2 separate regions of the Mus musculus genome follow, and region 1 is linked to region 2. Evidence: chromatin contacts called from public promoter capture Hi-C data. All regions are on one chromosome and are shown on one strand. The core of a region is the stretch at or near the end of the contact, and the rest is flanking DNA. Distances in the headings are between cores, read along the strand shown.

Region 1 (5,988 bases), core at 1,160-3,659, 1.2 Mb after region 2:
AGTCAGAAATGCCTAGGCTCTCCTTCCAGTTTAACCACCTTCTAGTTGTATGACAAACTGTTTAAAAGGTATCTTTAGCCGGGCATGGTGGCGTACACCTTTATTTCCTAGCACTTAGGAGGCAGAGGCAGGCAGATTTCTGAGTTTGAGGCCAGCCTGGTCTACAAAGTGAGTTCCAGGACAGCCAGGGCTACACAGAGAAACCCTGTCTCGAAAAACAACAACAACAAAGGTATCTTTACTGTTAAAAAACTGGACTGTGAGTTAAGGCAAGAGGATCATGAGTTCACACCAGCCTAATCTATAATTACACTGTAATTTCAAGACCTGACACATGGCACTATTACCCAAATCTTCCTTCAAAACAATAAACTTGGAGCTGAGCATGAAGGCATGGGACTTTAATCCCAGCACTCAGGAGGCAGAGGCAGAAGCATCTCTTGTTAGTTCAAGGCCAGCCTGCTCTACATAGTAAGCTCTAGAACAGCCTGGACTACATAGAGAGAGACCCTGTCTCAAAAAAACAAAACAACAACAACAACCACGAAGAACTTGGGAGGCTTGAGATGTGTCCAGTGATTGGGAGCACTTGCTGCTCTTGCAAAGGACCTGGCTTCAGTTTCCACCACCCACGTGATGGTTCACACCCATGTATGACGCCAGTACCAGGGGACCCAATGCCCTCTTCTGACCTTCTTGGGACCAGGGCTGCATGCACTGCACATACACGCATGCAGACAAAACACTTGTACACGTAATTTATTCAAAACAGGATTTCTCTGTGTAGCCTTGGCTGTACCGGAACTCACTCTGTAGAGCTGGCTGGCCTCAAACTTATAGAGATCCACCTGCCTCTGCCTCCCAGGTGCTGTGATTAAAGTCATGCACCACCAATGAACTGGAGAGGTATGACTGAAGAGATGTCTCAGGAGTTAGAGTACTTGCTGCTCTTTCAGAGGACATGAGTTCAACTCCAATTCCAAAGGGTTCAACACCCTCTTCTGGCCTCTGATGGCATCAGGCATGCATAGTCACAGAAATATACTCAGACACAACATACACGTTACAAGTCAAATAAGAATGTATTGGACTTGGGGGCTGAACAAATGGTTCAGTGGTTAAGAGTGCATATTGTTCTTTGCAGAGACCCTGACTTCCAGAACTAACACCCACAGAAAGCAGCTCAAAACCACCTGTAACACCACCTCTGGAGGATCTGACACACTCTTCTGGCTACCATGGGCCTTCAAACATATGTGTGCATACACAAACTATGTGTGCATATACAAACACAGATACACATAACTAAAATAAGAATAAATATTTTCCAAAACAACACTTCAGATGAATTTCTAGACGGTATTTAAAGCAAACTCACATATTATCCCGAAAATAAAAAGGCCGACTCTGGGTGGCTACCATCACTATCTTTTTTCCCCAAAGAATAAAAAACAGAGAGCTGAAACTTTTTCCAGTTTGGTGTAACACTTTTCTCCCCTGCATGCTGGTGTTCTGACAAGCTTAAGAATAATAAAAGTGTGTGTAAGTGTGATTGTTAAATATCTTGTAGATTAGCTGAACATCTTCAGTGGTCCAGTAAATTAAAAATTATTTCCAACTTGTATCTGTCTCCTATGCCAGGGACTTTCAAACAATTTCACTTTCAAACTATTTGAATGTCCACTACATTGAATTATTGAAGTTGGAACTGAGGTTTAAAAAAAAAAAAAACTACTTATCGTAACAGGTGATAAGAGATGACAGCTGTCAAATACAGAACATCCGTCTGTACTCGCCGTGTTTTTATTCCTGGTAAACCAGGATCCGCTCAACTCCTATAAATTATTCTAAACAAAATAAACAAATAAACTTCCTTGTGTCACAGCTGACACTCGCTTCCAGGAAGCTGATTCAAGCTGAAGGCCCGAGCAAACTTCTCCCTGCGAAAGCCAAGTGTGACATTCTTCCACGCAAAGCTTGAAGTCGGGACTTTAGGAAGCACTCCAACAGAGATGATTTGGGACAAGGCTGTACACGAAAGTAACTTTTAACGCCCCGTCCAAATCAACTTTCTTCTTCCTTCCTCCCTTCCCCCAAGAGTCGGGGGGGTGGGGATGTGAAATTGCCGCGTAGCAGCCACCTCCCTGCAGCTGCGTCCCTGGTGCGCCCCGCACCCTAAGCCGGGCCCCTCGGAGCCCTCTGCATCGTCCTCCCCATCCCGCACCGCGGCGGCGCCCCGTTCACACCCCCGCCTGCAAAGCCTCTGTAGCTGCACGGCCTCCCGGGCGGCTCACCATCGCAGCCCCACGACCGAACAGGAGCAGGTGGGCAGGCCCGTGGCTGGGGTAATTCGTTATCGGGGCTCGGGATCCATTGGCGCCAACAACTTCTCCCGCGAAGTAGCAGAAGCGCGGGCGGCGGCGCGCGGCGATGACGTCGGAGGCGCGCGTTCCCCGCGGCCCCGCCCCGAGGCGGGAGCTGCGCACTGGGTGCAGGACCACAGCCCTAGCAACCGGAGGGTTGCTACCTTGTAGGACGGCGAGTGCGCGTGCGATCGTGGCCGGGAGACGCCCAATTTGGGATCTGAGGCTGACTTCCTCTAAGCCGGGTTCCCAGGTGGCTTCCTTCCTGCAGTACACGCACGTGCTGCAAGGGCAGTGCTCTGTAGCCGCTTCCAGAAGTTCTTACTGCCACCACGGTAGGATGAAGTGTATTCGATGCGCCCCGCAAAGGTCAACTGTTCTCATCAAACTTTACACTGATTTATTTTATTTTTAATGTTTGACCTATTGATTTTGGCTCAAACTAACAGACCCTTAGTGAATGGACATTTTTTTTAACTTTTTAATACATTTATCTATTGAAGATGGAATGACAAGCTGTGGTCAGAGAACAACTTTCAGGGAACCTTCCATCACGTGGGTATATGTTTGCATTTAACGGACTGTTTACAGTAAAGGCATTTTGTTTGTTTGGGGGGGTTGTTTTTCTGAGGCAGAAGATCATGTGACTTGTCCAGGTCCCAAACTCCTTATGTAGCTGAGAATGACCTTGAACTTCTGATTTCTCTACTGCCTCCCAAACGCTGAAATCTCAGATATATGCCAACACTCCTGCTTTACACGATGCAAGGGATCAAACTCAGAGCTACTGTGAATGCATGCAACCAACTGGGCAACCCTCAGCCCCAATGTCTTTGCTCTAAAACTACCAAGCTAAGAGAACTAGCCCCCGGGACTGGAGAGATGGCTCAGCGGTTAAGATCACTGACTGCTCTTCCAAAGGTCCTGAGTTCAAATCCCAGCAACCACATGGTGGCTCAAAACCATCCGTAATGAAATCTGATGCCCTCTTTTGGAGTGTCTGAGGTCAACTACAGTGTACTTACATATAATAAATAAATCTAAGAAAGAAAGACAGGAAGGAAGGAAGGAAGAAAACTAGCCCCTTAATTCCTTCCTAAAGCTTCATTAAGTCTCTTAAAGAATAGTCAAATCTTTGACATAACCAAGACACGCCCACACAGGGGAAAAAAAAAAAAAAAACAAGAAAAGATTTAGGATAAGCAAGCTTTGGAAGCTGCTCTTGCTATGAAACTCTAGTGGGCCTGCCTCCACCACCCCACTGCTGGGATTATAGGGGTGGTAGCCCACACCTGGCCAGCAAGTTTCCTATGAGTAAATGAGCAACCTGGTTGTGGAATAGAAATTAACAATTGCATATAACTTTAAGAGAAAACGTGACTATCAAAGAATTTAGTGTAGAGGGCAGTATCAAACTTTGGCCTTGAACTTTGAAATCTTTTTCTAACCACTTCTTGTTGGGTCTTGTCATTTTATGACACCATATCTACTGGGAAAGACAGTAAAGCCTTCAGGAATACAAGAGTTTGTATTTAAGTAGATGTCTATTGCAACATAATTTTGGTTTTTTGAGTGAGGATTTCTCTATGTATTCCTGGCTGGCCTGGAACACAATATGGATTCGCCTGCCTCTGCTTCCCTGAGTCTGGGATTAAAGGTGAGTACCATACTCTGCATTTTTTGTAACATGTAACCCACATGCATTTTTTGCACTGTTCTGGGTTAAAATTCACCAACAATAATAATCCCCAACTTAGAAACAAGTGAACAGTCACTGGTGAGAAGGACTTCCCTGCTTAGGTCCCTCTGAAGCCATTCGTTCAGTTCCTGCTCTACTATGTAATAGTTACAAGACCATAGAGAAGTAATTGTGACTCAGGGTCCTCATCTGTTAAGACACAACTATTTCTGCCACATATCAAGTAGTAATAGCATTCTCTGATGGTGCTGGTGCTGGTGCTGGTGGCGGCAGCAGCAATGGTGGTTACTTGATTTGGTTTGAGTTCAATTCAGACAGTCTCAGTGTATAACCCAGGTTAGTCTCAAACTTGAGATCCTCCTGACTCACCCCCCTCCCCCGCCCCCAGTACTAGGATTACAGGCATGCACCATTATATGTGGATGACCACAGTGTTTTTAAGTCAACAATGATCATCATTATTATAAAGCTTGCACACATGTGGCAGAGATAACCAGAAGGACCCTGCTTCAAAAACAAGATGGAAGGAATGCGAGTCAACTCTTAAAAAAATCTGTCCTCTGATGCCTATACACACACACACACACACGCACACACACACGCACTGGCAGGCGTGTGCTCACACTCAAAAGCACAAAATCAATTAAGTGGGAGAGCACTCCAAAATTAGATGCATCTATACTCCACAGCTTTGCTTAGGACAATAATTGGTTGATATATTGAGATAATAATTGATAATAATTGGTGATCCATTGAGAAATCAGTAAAATCTGTGAACTAATCTCTAGAAAGATGTACACAGCAGATGTATGATATAATTTTGTTCATATAACATTACAACATACACCAATGCACAGTAATCTTTGTGCTTTACATCAATGACTAAGATACATAAAACTTACCTATGCCAGCTATGGTGGCATACACCTTTAATCCCAGCACTCATAGCTCATAGGCTAAGATCTCTGTGAGTTCAGCCCCTTGTGCACCCTTCCCCCCCCCAAAAAAAAAAGAAAGAAAAAGAAAAAGACCATGGGGGTTGGAGAGAGGACTCCACAGTGCACATGCTGCTCATGCCAAGTTCCCAAAACTGGGTTCCTGTCACCTACATTGCACTTCCAAGGGATCTGTGCCCTCTTCTGACCTTCTCGGGCAATGTGTATATATGGTGCACATACGCACATACCTCCTCACAGATATACATACTACACATAATTTTATTTCTTTTAAAACCATTTTTACTTATTATGTAGACAGTGTTCTCGTGCATGTATGCCTGCAGGCCAGAAGAGGGCACCAGATCCCATTACAGATGGTTGTGACCTACCCCTGTGGTTGCTGGAGATTGAACTCGGGACCTCTGGAAGAGCAGCCAGTGCTCCTGACCTCCGAGCCATCTCTCCAGCCCTACACATAATTTTAAAATAAATCTTTTTAAAAATAAAGTCCTTATCTCAGTTGTGGTTTCCATTGCTGTGAAGAGACATCACGACCAAGGCAATTCCTATAAAGGACGTTTAATTGGGGGCAGTTTACAGGTTGTGAGGTTCTGTCCATTATCATCATGGCAGGAAGCACTGCACTGGCAGAGCTGAAGTTCCGGTGCACATCTGCCATCCGAAGGAAGCCAGGAATAGACTGTTGCTAGGAAGCTAGGAGGAGGGTCTCCAAGCCCACCCTCACAATGACACACTTCCTCCAACAAGGCCATACCTCCTAATAGTGCCACTCCCTGGGCCAAGCATATTCAAACTACCACAACCCTAACCATCAAAAAAGAAAAAAAAAGAAAACTTGCAACTGGGTATAGTGGCTCACACCTTTAATCCCGGCCCTTGGGGAAAAGAGGCAAGAGGGTGTCTGAGTTCCAGGCCAGCCGGTCTACATAGCAAGTTCCAGGACAAGCTGAGGCTATACAGAATGATC
Region 2 (6,271 bases), core at 2,078-4,577:
TTCCAGAGTTCAATTCCCAGCAACCACATGGTGGCTCACGACCATCTGTAATGGGGTCTGTTGCCCTCTTCTGGTGTGTCTGAAGACAGCTACAGTGTACTCACATACATTAAATAAATAAATACATACATACATACATACATACATACATACCTAAAAAGAAAACCAAAATAAAAAAAAAACCCACAAAGAAAACCTACAACTCTTAAGACTGTAGCTTTGTATGCTGGTGTATGCCTATAATCCCAGCAGTTAGGAGTTAGAGACAGGAGTATCAGGTGTTTAAGGCTGTGCTTGGCTACATATTGAGTTGACTATGGGCTACAGGAGACCCAAAACCAAACCAAGCAACCAACAAAAAGACTATAGCACTATCAAGTAACGTGTGTGTGTGTGTGTGTGTGTGTGTGTGTGTGTGTGTGTGTGTGTATTATCTCCATCCAGCTCATGAAGTAGCTGGTCCAAGCAAGGGACGATGGCACATATCAATAGTCTCAGCTACTCTAGGAGGCTGAGGCAGGAGGATCATAAATTTCAAGCCAGCCTTAGTTACAACTATAGGCAATTTAAGACCAATTTAGACAAGCTTTGGCAACCCAGTCTCAAAGAAAACCAATAAAAGGTGGAGAGAGAGGGCCTGGAACTGAGGATGTGGCTCAGTGCTTGGCTAGCACAAGCAAGGCCCTGATTGATTCCTGTGGTGGGGAAGAAGGGCAGAACAGACACAAAACTCCTCCTTCCCAAATATAACCAGTCCCCTAATGTCCATAGATTAACTCTCCTGTAGTTTGTATGTTAACAATTTTTTAAATTGAAATATGAACCAGTGAGATGGCTTGGCAAGTAACGGCTGTAAAAGTATCTTTTATTTGCCTGGTGTAATTGTCATCTCTGAGACTTACTGCCTCCTGTCTGTCTGCTAACCTAGGCCCAGTTCTGGAAGCTTCTAGCCTCTGTACAGTCTTATCTAGGCCTAGAATGTTTTCAGCCTCTGAGACTTGCTGCTGAATAAGATCTCTCCTCCTCACTCTGTCTGAACTCTAGCTGGCTGGTTGGACTCAGCTGTTCTGGCTTAAACTCCTCTTCAAGTTGACTGATTCAATCTGGCATCTCTCTCAGCCTCTGACTTTTTGCTTGGCTTGGCCTCATACTAACTGACACTCTGTTGTCATGTGGCTCTTTCTCGTTGACTAACTCCGTCTTTGCCTGTGTGTAGTTTGTTCTCCCTCTCTCTACAACCTGTCTCTATAACTGTCCTAGTAAGCCTGCCCTCTCCCTTCTCTCTCTGCACTGTTCTCTCCTAAGTAGCCTCTCTTTCCTCTCTTCTGTTCTGTCAAGTCTTTCTCTGATTCATCACTTTGTCTGCCACTCAACTAGACATCACTTTCAAACATGGGTGCTTCCTTCTACAAACTAACCTTACCTTCACTGTTTGGGATTAAAGGTGAGCACTAGGGTTGTGTCTGTATCCCAGCCAGAGGGGTTAAAGGTGTAAAGGTGTGTGCTAAAACTGAGTCACACCACAACTAGAAACAGGTTTCTCCAGTAAACAACTTAAGCTCAGAGTTCAGAGTATGATTAAATATCCTGCAACAAAAGGCACTTGCCACCAAGCTTGACAACCTGAATTCGATCCCTAGGACCTCTATGGTGGAAGAAGAGAAATGACTTCCTAAAGTTATCCTTGTATTTCCATATGTATGGCACAGCACACACACACACACACACACACACACACACACACACACACCGTAGATAAATGTAGTTTTTTAAAATTTCAAAATTGAGACATAACTTATAGCTGGTAACCATGGTTCTAAGTTTTGACGAGCACCTGGATCCAGGAAATCACAAACCCAGAGTCGCTTCCCTTAACCCCCAGTGACCTTTGCAGTGAATCCCCATATCCAGTTCTGGAAAATACTGATTTGTTTTCTTTCTTTGTGCTTTTCTTAGTCAGTGTCTGTCAGACCCAATGTCTGTCAGAGGTCTGAATTCTTTCACTCTATGGGATGGTTGTGAGCTACATCCATGAAGTTGTATACAGTTCTTCATTCTCACTGGGCTGTGTAACTCATGGCTTATCGATCATCATTTATGTATATGATTTAGAATGAATATACCACTACATATTTATCCATTCTATTGTTGGCAATCTGGATGTGTATGGTTGGAGCTTTTTGCGACTAAATCTGCTAGAAACCTTTTAAAAAGTTGTGTGTGTGTATGTGTGTGTGTGTGTGTGTATGTTTGTATTTTGCCTGCATACATGTCTATGCACCATGGATATATATGACAATGGAGGTCTGAAAAGGATGCAGGATCCCCTGGAACTGGAGTTTCAGACCATCCTGAGCAGCCATGCTAGTGCTGATAATCAAACTTAGGTGCTCTGGAAGAACAACCCGTGCTCTTAACTGCTTTGGATTTTTTTTGTTTAATTGTTTTTTCTTTCGTTTTAGGGTTGTTTGTTTGTTTGTTTGCTTGTTGAGACGAGATCTCACACTGGAACCCACGGTGAACTGGAACTCACTTTGTAGGCCAGGCCCTGAACTCACAACAGTCCCAACAGTCGGGACTGCAGGAGCGAGGAAGGCATCATGTGCGGCTCAGAACCATTCTTGCTTGTGCTTCCCCGTGCCCAGCCAGGTGTGCACATACATCACCCAGCTGACCTGGAATTCTCGTTTGTGTGTGGCGACCTCAGGCGGATGAGTCGACATTCTTTTTACATTTTCTAGTGTGAAAATCCAGTTGACCCGGTGCCTTGAAATTACAACTCGTCCTTCCGGTTGCTCTTCTGACATAAACTGTCTTTGCAAGTGTTATCTCATTTCTGGCTCGTTGGTCTATTTGATTTATTTCCCACTTGGCTCTTCTTTTTCAAGATTTGTTTCCCCCTCTGCTATTCTCTAATTTAATTTACATTTTGAGATAGGATCTCCCTATGTACCCCTAGTTAGTCTAGAGTTCACTATGTAGATCAGATTGGCCTCTAACTCACAGAGACCTGCCTGCCTCTGCCATGTGGCTACTGGCCTGCGCCAATGTGCTCTGCTTCCCAGCGCAGTCAGACTAGCATCTCAGGTGTGATGGGCACCAAATGCATACTTGATGTTTGCTGGAGGACCCTGGGTATGTAGGGCCTAGGAGACTAGAGTAAGGCGAGCCTCCAGCTCTCCTAACAACAAAGCACTCCCCAATTGCCTGGCCCTCCGGGAAGCACACCCACTAATGGCGAGTCTGGAACCGGGCGGGGCTGCTGCACGTCCTCTTCCCTCCGGCTCTCTGACTACGCCTCTTTCCCCGCCCTCTCCCCGCCCCTCCAGAAGGGTGACCCGGCCTCCTCCGCCCGGTTGTGACTGCTGCGGGATGGCGGCGGCGACACCGACAGAGACACCGGCTCCGGAAGGCAGTGGCTTGGGTATGGACGCGCGACTGGACCAGGAGACCGCGCAGTGGCTGCGTTGGGACCAGGTAAGGGCCGATCTCCGGCTCTTCGGTTCTCGGGCGCCGTGGCTTGTCCGGCAGGGAGCCGGGCCCAGCTTCCTTCTTTCCTTCCCTGCCTCGCCACACGGTGCCTGCTCGGCATAAGCTGTTGCGGGACTGGAGACAGCTGTGTGGCTCGCCCGGCTGCTAGACCCGGTAGAGGAGCGAGCTGGGGGGCGGGGAGTGGGGTGGAGAGTGAATGTAGCGGGCCTGGGACCCGGGGTAGTCCACGCACGAGAAGGTTTTTGAGGTTCTGTGATGGGCTGAGCATCTTCATCCATTCAGAATCCGCTCTGTCCCGCCTTTCCCGGGACCTGGACTTCTCCACAGTCCAGACCACCTTTTCTGATTTCATGGATACTACCGGGTCCCTGATGGGCCAGGCTGACAGGGAGTTTTCCAGAGAACATACACTCCACTGGGAAGGTGACAGGGAACGCTTTGGCCCCAGCTGCGCCTTTCCCCTGTAATGTCTTAGTCAGTCGGCCAGCTCCGGACATCACTTCCTTTGCCCTCTACAAGTTCTCTCTGACCTGTGCTTTCGCGTGTCCTGTTGCTTTCCCGCAATGTTCCTCTTGCCGGTGTTCTGCTGACTTTATTTCTCTTGTCGTTTTTCCTGTGTGAACTTAGCGGATCTTTCCTGTCTCCCAAGTGCAACTCAAACTCTCTCTCTAGACAGCCCAGGCCTTTGGTTCCCTGCTCTTCCTGGAATTGAAAGACAATCCCTTACAGGCTTGTTTGTTTAAAATTTGTCGGTATCCAGGGCTGACTTCAGGAGGTGAGACCCACGCAGATCCACTGAACCTGTACTCAGGGAAGGGCCCAAGCCGTATTTTAAAGCACTACTTTGAGATTCTCTATTGTTAAACACGGAGTCTTTCGTTCTAATTGTGCACTGGCCCCCCCTGAAAATTATGTAGCTGGTGCTGTGTGTCTCTGCTGCTTTCCGTGGTCTATAGTACCGTAGTACCGTAGTGCCGTACTGCATGTCTATAGTTGGTCCCTGAAACATTTGGTGACTGGATAGAGGCTGGAAGGCTCAGCAGAGGCCTTTGCTCGCTCACACCTAGAAAATGAATAGTCAGGCCATCCTGGAAACAGGATGGCAGTGCTAGCGCCTCATGGGAGGTTTTGTTTTGCTTTGTTGTGGATTTTTTTTTTCCTGGAAACATAAAGCATTCCAGGATGTTTAAGGGGAGGAAACTGTTTCCATTTCTGATCACTTAATAACTTGCATTGTGTAGCTGTCCTAACACCTCAGCTAAGAAGTCTTGTGTGTGTTATTGGGCTCTTGTACCACTTGACTAAGTGTCTGACAGAGACTGAAGGGGCGGGAAAGAACTGCTCTGCTCACACTCTGAGATGCTCTTATCCTTCATGGTAGAAAGGAGTAGCAGAGCTGTTGGCTAAGGAGCAGAGAAAGGGGGAATACAGGAAGAGGCCATTGAGGAAATATACCATCCTGTGACAAGTCCCAGTATCCTCGATTCTCCAACTTGCTCCCAGTTCCCACCATTTGTCACCTCCTCATAATCCCGGCATATTATGGATCCATCAAAGGAGGGACCCTTTGATCCCATCAGAGCCTGGGATCTATTGGTCTTCAGAAGGTACTTCACAGATGGGCTCAGAAGTGAGCAGAAAATGTAATTACTGTAGAACATGGAATCTGTCTTGGATGTCCACGGTACCTCCGTGGAAACTTGTCCTTTTCTCCTCTGGAGATGCTTCAATGTTCTTTTCCCAATCCGAGGTGTGTCTTTGTGGTGTATGGCTGTGTCTGTGTTCATGTGCTTGTGTGTAGCTGTGTGGGCACCTGTGGTGCATGTTTGTGCAGAGAGGCCAGAGGCTGAAAGTACCTTCCTCATTCATTCTGCTTTAGCTAGGGTAGAGTTAGTTGTTGCTGTGAAGAGACACCATAACCAAGGCAACTCTTATAAAGGACATTTAATTGGGGCTGGCTTACAGTTTCAGAGGTTCAGTCCATTATCATCATAATAGGAAGCATGGCCGCATGTAGGCAGGCACTGTGCTAGTGAAGGAGCTAAGAGTTCTACATCTTGTTCTGCAGGCAAACAGAAGCTGTCTTCCAGGCATCTAGGAGGAAGATCCCCCAAAGCCCACCCCCACAGTGATACACTTCCTCCAACGAGGCCTCCTAATAGTGCCACTCCTTGGCCCAAGCATACTCTCATTGAACGAGGAGCCGATTGGCTAAATTCTAAATTGTCTGAACCACCCACTCTATGCATACATAGTCTGTCTACCTCCAGCATTAGATTTACAGATGAGCTCTGCTTGGCCGGGCTGGCTAGTGCATGCCGGGGACTTGAGCTTGGGTCTTAAAGCTTGCATAGCCAGCAGTTAACTGATGGAGCTGACTTTAGCCCCTCTCAGTTCCTTTAACTGGAGATGGGTGCCTCTCTGGGAAGGACCTATTCATTCTTCAGGGGACCTCCCACCAGCTAAAAGGTTGCAGAGCCACCCATGCTGGCAAGGACTCTAGTTGTGCTCTCTGCATGGTTATTATATCCCCTCCCCTGTGCCTCCCTCTTCTGTCCGTTTTCCTTCACCCCCAGGTCTGACCCTTATCTCTGCTGCTCTCTTCTTGACTTTTCTTTATCTCTTTGCTTTGTTCTCTCAGGCTGCTGAGTCTTTTCTAGCAATCCAAGACCAGTTAAGACTTTTGAAATCCACAGTAGGCCTCAGAGACGCCCTGGATATTGGGTGTGGCCAGGAAGTCTGTGTTGTCTCAGCCACTCAGCAGATGTTTGTTGTGCTC

Evidence for each region. Promoter capture Hi-C pulls out the DNA fragments that hold promoters and counts their contacts.
Region 1: a contact with region 2 is called in a promoter capture Hi-C map of pre-B cells, with 4 times the contacts expected there. The contact joins the promoter of Rfc1 here to the promoter of Pgm2 in region 2. A contact is called at or near these places in 9 of 39 promoter capture datasets (the 3T3-L1 cell line, the HPC-7 cell line, cranial neural crest and 5 more), 2 of 484 Hi-C or Micro-C datasets (B cells and uterus) and 1 of 9 other capture datasets (adipose tissue).

Annotation. Positions count from the first base shown.
Region 1 is chr5:65,333,230-65,339,217 of GRCm38.p6, forward strand. Rfc1 (replication factor C (activator 1) 1) reads right to left here and starts at 2,410. Exons shown (of 25, transcript NM_001347357.1): 1 at 2,295-2,410. The coding sequence starts at 2,297.
Region 2 is chr5:64,089,612-64,095,882 of GRCm38.p6, forward strand. It overlaps Pgm2 (phosphoglucomutase 2), which reads left to right and starts at 3,328. Exons shown (of 14, transcript NM_025700.3): 1 at 3,328-3,477. The coding sequence starts at 3,373.